Linked DNA regions of Bicyclus anynana: region 1 is linked to region 2. Evidence: chromatin contacts called from public Hi-C data. All regions are on one chromosome and are shown on one strand. The core of a region is the stretch at or near the end of the contact, and the rest is flanking DNA. Distances in the headings are between cores, read along the strand shown. Region 1 holds the start of LOC112046830 (RNA-binding protein MEX3B). Region 2 overlaps LOC112046822 (E3 ubiquitin-protein ligase RNF115).

Region 1 (4,699 bases), core at 1,350-3,849, 170 kb after region 2:
GAAATTGAGATTGTATTTATCAAATTTCATCCGCTGCCTACTGACAACCCTTCGTACATATTGTAATCAACAGTATGTAGATGACATTTCTCAGTTGATTTTAATAGGTTTGTTAATAAATACCAAATTAGTGAATAGGCCAGCTAGACTAGGCGGTTAACATGATCGTGTGTAGCTAGCGTAACGTTCACTATAAGATGTTAATGATAATATCATAGATCGAAGGCTTACCGTGATCTCTGAGTCACTGGATTTACAGAATCTGCTGTTGAGAATTGAATAGAAGAAAAATACAAAATACGGACTTGAACCCTTAAGTTAATGGTCCGAAGCCGCATATGCTAACCGTTGGACTAATTTGTATATGTAGATTCGTATGAAAACTAGAGGACCGTCAGCACCACAGAAATGCGTTGTTAAATTATTACAGACAGAAGATATTTTACAAAAATGTTACTGTTTTGCTAACGCTCCTGTAATTTCACACAAACATATCTATCAGTACAATTACAGCCAAATCTAAACTATTATCCGAAAATAGAAGACCTACTAATACATTTTGCAACTTTAGGTATTTTAGTAGGTTGAAACCTAGAATAGGATCACAATAAATGCAAATGTACCTACCTACCTACGTACGTCTGATAAAATTCGGTAATTAAGTTAATAAAACACTCGAAAACTACAGCTAACAAAAGAAACTGGTTTACTAGAAGGTCAATAAATGATTAATAAGGTAAATGTTGGTGGTATTTTTTTTCAATTCCTAGGTACCACCTATCTACCTAGTTACACTTAAAACTACATTTAACAAACTAATGACAGCAACACACGTTCAAGTATCATTAAGTCTACAGTGCGCTTAGGGATATGGGAGTGAAAATATATCGAAATAGTGTTAAGGGGATGGTTTCGATATTTTTATCACTGCCCACGCCCCTAAGCTTGCTGCAACGTATTAGAGCGTGGTGGGCCCAAGCTGTAGCAACAAACGATAACCTAGTTACCTACACGTACCACACTCTTGCACGTGGATTAGGTATCTAGTTACCTAAATACCTACTATAAAAATAGCGAATGGGTAACTTCGGTAAAAGCAAAGCATTTTTTTACAATCCAAATACCTACAAGAAATACAGTACGCAGGGATCTTATTCTTTGTCGTAAGTACCTACATCTACCTTAAAACAACGTAATGTCAGCCACTGACGATCAATTAATTTCACATGCCTGCAGTGCTAACGGCTTGACGTCCGATAAAACTGATCGTAACGTATTCGTCGCGATCGGCATCATGACATGCACATCGCGACCAACACACGATCCGTTTTTTCGTCAGTGGCCAACATTAAACTCGTAGTTCGCGGGTAGGTAGGACCCACCTACCCTTCCTTTTTATCTGAACTTTCGTCTGTATCGTAAATCTTTACTAATAGAAATATCTACTACCTACCTACGTAACTTAAAGAAACTATGTAGGTAGGTAACATAAGTAGGTACATACCTACGAACTAATAAATGCTACTCGTATGTTAGGTATAGTTAGACGCTCCATTTTCGCAGCATGCATGAATAACCTATAAAATAAAAATAGCAAAAGGTGCATGGAAAAAATATGCGTGGAACTAATGATTGATACGAGGGTAGATAGCTATAAAAACCGCAACTACACGATACGCCATTAACGTGGAGAAAATAACTCACGAAAGAATCTCACCAAACGACCGTGCAATTAGTTTTTTTCGCAAATCCGGTGCACATTTCAAAAAATTAGTCCCAGATAAGGCGGCGTTCACCGCTTTGTCGGAATTTTTTACGATACTCTTCAGAAAAACTACCAACATCCCTAAGGGTCTAATTTTTTGTTCGGCCCTGCCTTTTAATTAGGAGATCGTAGTTTTTTCACAGAGCAATCGGTCGGGCGTTCGCCGCACTGTGGCATCGAGACGTTTCGTTTAGGACCGCCTGCACCATGGGAAATCACTATGCACAATCGTTTATTCATTATGCACGGTCTATTTGATTTCTACGTATATTCGCCTACGTTACCAAGCTACGATCTACGGCATGAAAGTTACAGCTACGAAGTACAGCGCCCGAGACTGCGGACTTGCGGCACTCGGTGACTGCGATGCGGGTAAACAAACAAAATTGTCTCGAACGCCGCTCGGAGATCGAACATAACCTCCAAGCCGGCGCACGTGCGGGGAGCCTACCTTGTCTGCCGACGATCTCCGCGACGTGCTCCGAAGATGGCACGGGCACACACTCCGTCATGTTCTGGGATTTCTTGGCGCGGTCGTCGGGCGGCGGCGCGAATCCGAGCGGGCTCGCCAGCGGGTTCGCTGACGGCAGGGCATCCCCAAAGTTCAGCATGCTGAGTTCCAGTGCGAGCGCGTAGGCGCGCTGGTCTTCCACCAGCCCACCGCCGCCCAGCTCTCCGAACAGGCTCGACGGCATTTCCACTTGAGACGCAATCTTGTCGGTTTACGAGAGGTTCCCTCTCGAGTCACTTGTACGGTGGAGCCGCGTTCGATCGTTTCGCCGCGTGGGATCGTGTAACGCAACACGCGTATGCTCGAGTCGCGGCGCGGCGGTGAACTGAGTCGCCGGCCGGCCGGCGGGCGCACGCGCCTCGTGGCGCGGGGCGGGGCGGCGCGGCGCGGGGCGCGGGGCGGCGGGTGGCGGCAGGGGGCGCGCTGCACCGGGCGCCACCGCACGCCGCTCGCCGGGCGGGATGCGATGCGACGCAGCTTCCGCCCGCCCTGCCGCCGTCGCGACGTCCGCACGCCGCACGCCGCCCGGCCGCACCGCCGCACACCGCACGCCGCACGCCGCACCGCACTCCACGCTAGCCGTTGACACATCGCAGGTAATTATACCGCGCTCGACAGTCGACACTTCGTAAGTAGTGATTAAATGATAAACGACCGACCTACTACGACGACTTATCAAATAGGTACTCGAAGTCAAAAGTTTATCAGGTTTTTAGAAGTTTAAATAAATATGTTGCAATGAATGACTACTGTATTGGAAAGTAAACCTAAGTAATGGGGAATCAATAATTTCCCGGTACGGTAAAAGGTACCTAAACTACCTTAGTAGACGGAATTATCAAATTAATTGATTTCAAAATAAACATTATAGTAACCTACACACTACAAAGATATATTAAGCTTGAAGTGCTCGGCTTTCCGTGCAACTGAAAATTTTAGAAAGAAACCTATACCTACGACTTAGTACCTAACTAAGTGAGTACCTACTTGACTAACAAGAAGTCGAATTATTTTTAGGCTTATTATAACAACACATAATTTTTGCACGAAAATGCGCTTAATATAGGTACCTAGGTAACAGACATACCAGCGAAAATTGAATTTTGGACCTCTAAGATTAATCAACCTTGTAACCTAAACTATTAAACTTTAACATAATGTCAAAATCATCATATTAAAAAAAATGTCAAGTCTATAGCTTACTTCGATAAATAATAATTTATCTATCCAACTTAGAAAGAATTTCTCCTCTAAGAATTAGGCTAATAGTCCACCACGCTGGCTCAATGCGAATTGGCAAACTTCACACACGCAGAAAATTATGAAAATTCTCAGGTGTACAGGTTTCCTCACGATATTTTCCCTTCACGTTTCACGTGATATTTATTTTTTTTAAATGCACATAACTTAAAAGTGCATGCCCCGGACTGGATTCGAACCTACACCCTCCGGAATCGTTGGCTGAGGTCATATCCACTGGGCTATCACGGCTGTATAATAATATTCATAACTGAACTGTTGGAGGTGCATGTCCCGGACTGGATTCGAAAATTCGCTCTCCGAGTCGATTGAATGTATGTAATGCTGACCATAAAATACCTACCGCTCAAAGCTATTAACATGTGACTGTATTCACGGGTAGTAGGTAGTAGGTAGTTAGTAGATAGGTAGGTACCTCTGCCCGGTAACAGCAGTCAACTATACAAACCCTCTGTTCACAAAGCTTTTGAAGATGCCATTCAGACTCTTTGACTATACAAGCAGTTAGGGTTGCCCGTTACTATTGTTATTATAAGTTCGAGTATTGCTTCAAAGTTTTTGTTGTTTATTTCTTAAGTATGTTACTTGTTACTGTATGATACTTAGCGGCAGATCAAGTAGAAATTATAACTTGAGCTTTTAATATTATTGCCATTGCAAAAAAATTATCAAGTAAAAAATTGACCAATTAATAAATGAGTAAATAAATATACCTACTTACATAATACGCATAGCCTGTGTCAAAGATACTAAGATAGCGGATTTTATCATATATATAATCTATATATAATATATACTTATATAATCTATAAATACACCCAGACACTGGAAAACGAGAGCCTTGATAGCCCAGTGGACCTCTGCCTCTGATTCCTGAGGGAGTGGCTTCAAATCCGGTTCGGGGCATTCACCTCCAACTTTTCAGTTGTGTGAATTTTAATTGTCTGCGTGTGTAAAGTTTGCCAATCCACATTGGGCCAGTGTGATGGACTATTAGCCTAACCCCTCTCATTAAGTTAGGAGACTTGCGCTCAGCAGTGAGCCGAATATAGGTTGAGAATAAATGAAATGACTAGAAACATGGGTTCATCACTAAAAATATTATCCAGCTGCGGGAATACACAATGCGCCACATGTCCCTAAAAAGTTTTGTAAAATACATG
Region 2 (4,213 bases), core at 646-3,145:
AGACAAATGCATTGTGTGAATGTATAAGTGCCAGCTAATTGCTAAAGCTAATTTGATTTGATTAATTGACGTCGAATGTTATACATATTTTCAAAAAGTAGATTTTAATTTCATGTTAAGACACCACTACATATCTCGCAAAGACAAAATGATTTATTTTCGACCAATAGCGTCGAACTAGAACGAAAAAAAGATATTTCCGGTTCGGCCGCTATTGGTTGATTATGTCTTTTTCTCTTCGTGAGATATGTCGTGCGTATCTTACGCCAGCCACACACAGGTCAAGTATGCCGTCAAGTCAACCGCGCGCTTGTGGGCTGTGAAAAAAAATATAACGAAACCATTTCCATAATCATTATGCAATATTTGTTTACCACTGTATCATATCTGCCGCAAAGCAGTATCGTTATTTTGAGCTTAAAGCTATAATTACATTGATTACTTAGACAATATTTAACATTTAATTCTGATTCGTTTCCGTCATAAAAATCATATAACACTTTAATTTTTCCAGTCCATCTAACGCAATATGAAATTAGGCTGTCAATATAAGAAGAACGGTCGGTTTCAGTATATACTTTCTCGTATAAAAATTGTTATAAAGTACCTAATTGTACTGTAGCACAATACATAATAGGTAAGAATTTTTTACCTACATGTTAATAAGTACCATCGACAAATTTATATAACATCATCTTTGATAGGAACCTCATCACAATAAATTATTATTATTTATCTAAGTATGTTGTTAAAAATAATGTTATACTTATCTTATTCTGTTCGCTAAGGAAAATAATGATTTCCTTAATATTAGCTAAGTCAATTTTATGGTCTCTTAACTTCATTTGCGTACCACATAACGCAGTTTATTTATTTTCTACACAAAAATAAATACAGTAGGTACCCAGTTGGTACAGACCTTTAATCCAACTTGGCAACATTTGTCGCGCAACATGTTGGAAGCAACACGTAACTTTTCTTGATTGTATGAACTATGAAAGTAAACATAGGTTGCGCAAAGGTGCCAAGCAAGCCACACATTATGACTTGAGCTGGCCTATTCGCTAACTTGAGGATTTTAAAAATCCAAAACCATCGTGCTTATTTGGCATTATTACATTGCTGCTTCTCTGATTGATTTTACATAATATTTTACACAATAATCTCTAATGAATATCAAATAAGCTCAATATATATTTTTTTAAACAACAATTTAGTAAATACCCCAGCTTGGAATCTTGTGGACAGTATAAAAGAGTGTCTAAAATCTAAACTAATAGCCGTGTTATTAAGCAACATTGCCATACAAATGTTGAGCATCAAAAGTTGCCTAGTGTATATAAAGCTTTACAGTAGTGTTGCGCTAGGTTCTGAGGTAACACGTGGGATAAATTGTATAAAGCCGATGTTTATATATGAAAATGTAAATTACATTAAATTTAAAGTTTTCGAAATAAAACGAAAAATGTTTTAACATTTGTGTTGATACTTTATTTTTAATTATTCCCTAAATAGCTGTTTTAGAATTAAATTCTCTATATCACATGATGGTAAGTGACAAGGTTATAAAAAATAATTTATCCTGAATTATAACTTGGTCTTTCTATAGTTTCATGACTGCTTTAAGAAACTTCGATTTCTTTACTGTCCCTTGTAAACTTTCTTGTACGCTGTACGAAATTTTATGAGAATGTAGACATGATTGAATTAACATAATGAATATTAATTTAAATAAAACATAAAAAAAGCAGTCCGAAGTCGACTAACGGGTTAGACGATTAATCTAACAACCCGGGTCACCAGGTGTACAGAATTAGTCAGAAGTCGGTGGTACTGACCCACCACACGGCGCCGATGCGCCGCACGTGTCCACGCATCTGCTTATTTAATAGCTTCTACCTGCGAGGTGCAACGTCTTAAAGCCACTGACCGCCTGGTACTCACCATCATGAACCCATACATTATATGGGAATGAAAAGTGGAATTATTGAACCATCTGCTTCAATTGAATGATTTTTAGTTTTATCTACGATGTTTACAAATGAATATTAAAAGTAACAGTAGATTACAGTAGTTATTCTATTTTTGGAAGTGTTAGGCTTTGGTTGTAAATGTAAGTTGTATGACGATGAAGACAAAACAGAAATGTGTTTGCAATTAGGTCAAAACAAGGTGAGTTTACAGCTTCCAGCTGTATCACAACTAATAGACCAATTCCACGCGGACGAAGGCGCGGGCGTCCGCTAGTATATCATACAGTTAAACCGGAATAGAATAATATTTCACTACCTTAGTGAAATTAAAACTATAGTTACTTTTCTAAGCCGGCTGAATAGGGCACTGCAGTTATCTTACATTTCTAGTAAGAGAGAAAATGCAACCGGGATTGGAACTTTGTACTTCCCATCCACAATGCATAGCCGTTTCGCCGTCAAAGTGTGGGCCTTACAAAATAATATAAAACTTGGCGCGAGCGATGGCAATTAATACAAAGGTGCGTGCGCAGCTGACGGTGCACCTGCCGCCATCTTTTGAATTTCTTTAACTTTTTTTTCGCCATCGAAGTTTATAGTCAAAGAGACGACATTTGTGTTCAGTACAAAATGCATAATACATCTATACTTATAATAAATCTGTAGAGAGGTCAATTCTGTACATGAAATATATTTCATTCCTATCAGGGGGTGATTAGTGATCGATACTGATGCCAAAAATGCAATCAGTAAAATTTTTGTCTGTCTGTCTGTCTGTCTGTATGTTCTTTATAGAAACAAAAACTACTGGACGGATTTTAACGAAACTTGGTACAATTATTCTACATACTCCTGGGCAGGTTATAGTATACTTTTCATTACGCTACAATCAATAGTAGCAGAGCAGTGAAGAGAAATGTTGAGAAAACGGGAGAAGTAACTCCATTTTTTAAGTTTCCGTCGCGTGTACAGCCTTAATGGTTAAAGCTACATAGAAATCATGTATGACGGAAATGTTCTCCTTAAAATTATCTATAAAAACACAACAGCATATATATGTCTTTCTTTTATGGTTGACTCACAATAACACGTGTACCTCCCGATAGCTTAGCAGTTCGGAGCTTTCTAATTATATTTGTCTACTCTTATGTTTATATCACTCATCCCTTATAAGAAAGTTAACATTATTACCTATTCAATAAAAAAAGAATCATAAAAATCGGTAATGAAACACCAAAGTTATACAAGAAATATGCTAAGCCATCGCGCGTGAATACTAATTCATGCTGTACGGATTATTTTTGTGTAACGGTTGCCGCGCTCGACGCGACTCGCGGTGGGAGGAATAAATAAAGAAGTGCAGCCTTAATGAGTAGGGTAGGGGTAGGGTAGGGTAGGGGTAGGGTAGGGGTAGGGGTAGGGGTAGGGTAGGGCAGGGGTAGGGTAGGGGTAGGGTAGGGTAGGGGTAGGGTACAGGTAGGTTAGGGTAGGGTAGGATAGGGGTAGTTGAAAGTTTACAACGACTTTCACGCGGACGAAGTCGCGGGCGTCCGCTAGTCTATAATAAGTACATACCTATACGAGAAATATTTGTATCATTATGCTAGCCACAAACGGTCAATTATTCTCACGTTTCTGTAGCACCCACGGCTATAATTGATCGTGTGTTGGTGACTGCGTACATGACTTCTATAGTATGCCGCGTGGGTACTGCCGTTTGAACTTTTCAGAAACGTGAGAATAATTGACCGTCAATGGCGACCTTTAAAAAAAAAATTGATCTCGTGACGAGGAGGCGCAAAGGATGATGTCGATGGTGAGGATGAAGTCGCCAAAGACGAGGCACAAAGGAGAGGTTTATTTAAGATAAGGTTGTTGCTGGTTGGCGCTTTCACAGATCGAGGCTACAGTTTTTAAAACAATTAGCTTCCCAAGTTTATATATATTTATATTAATTTATATACTCTTTTAAATATTGAATAGAAGCAGGCGTTACTTTGCGCAAGTTCATCATGATAGCCGACGAACCCATGCGACAACGTCACCCAGGTCATATTGGGATAGCATAGCTTATAGGATTGTGAAACCCCCCTGTGGATTCTAACTCATACCCAAACCCTAAAGTTTAAGTTCGAGTTAGTATCCAACCCTTTAACGGCTGATTTATTGAGGGTTAAATTGTAGATTGAGGTTGATAGGCGCTAACTTTTGCTTCCACACACCCAAATATCTAGGATAGG

The links. Hi-C and Micro-C count contacts between places; a contact is called where the count stands out from the background.
Region 1: a contact with region 2 is called in a Hi-C map of whole larva, with 4 times the contacts expected there. The contact joins the promoter of LOC112046830 here to the enhancer-like site in region 2. A contact is called at or near these places in 2 of 2 Hi-C or Micro-C datasets (whole body and whole larva).

Annotation. Positions count from the first base shown.
Region 1 is chr17:3,256,144-3,260,842 of ilBicAnyn1.1, forward strand. It overlaps LOC112046830 (RNA-binding protein MEX3B), which reads right to left and starts at 2,600. Exons shown (of 2, transcript XM_052886416.1): 1 at 2,217-2,600. The coding sequence starts at 2,460.
Region 2 is chr17:3,089,651-3,093,863 of ilBicAnyn1.1, forward strand. LOC112046822 (E3 ubiquitin-protein ligase RNF115) reads left to right here. Exons shown (of 8, transcript XM_024083631.2): 8 at 1-1,478. Among protein-coding and RNA genes, the nearest start is that of LOC112046822, 16 kb to the left of the region's middle. Within about 2 kb of position 1,896, at least 6 of the 8 cell types and tissues checked have open chromatin away from gene starts, as enhancers often do.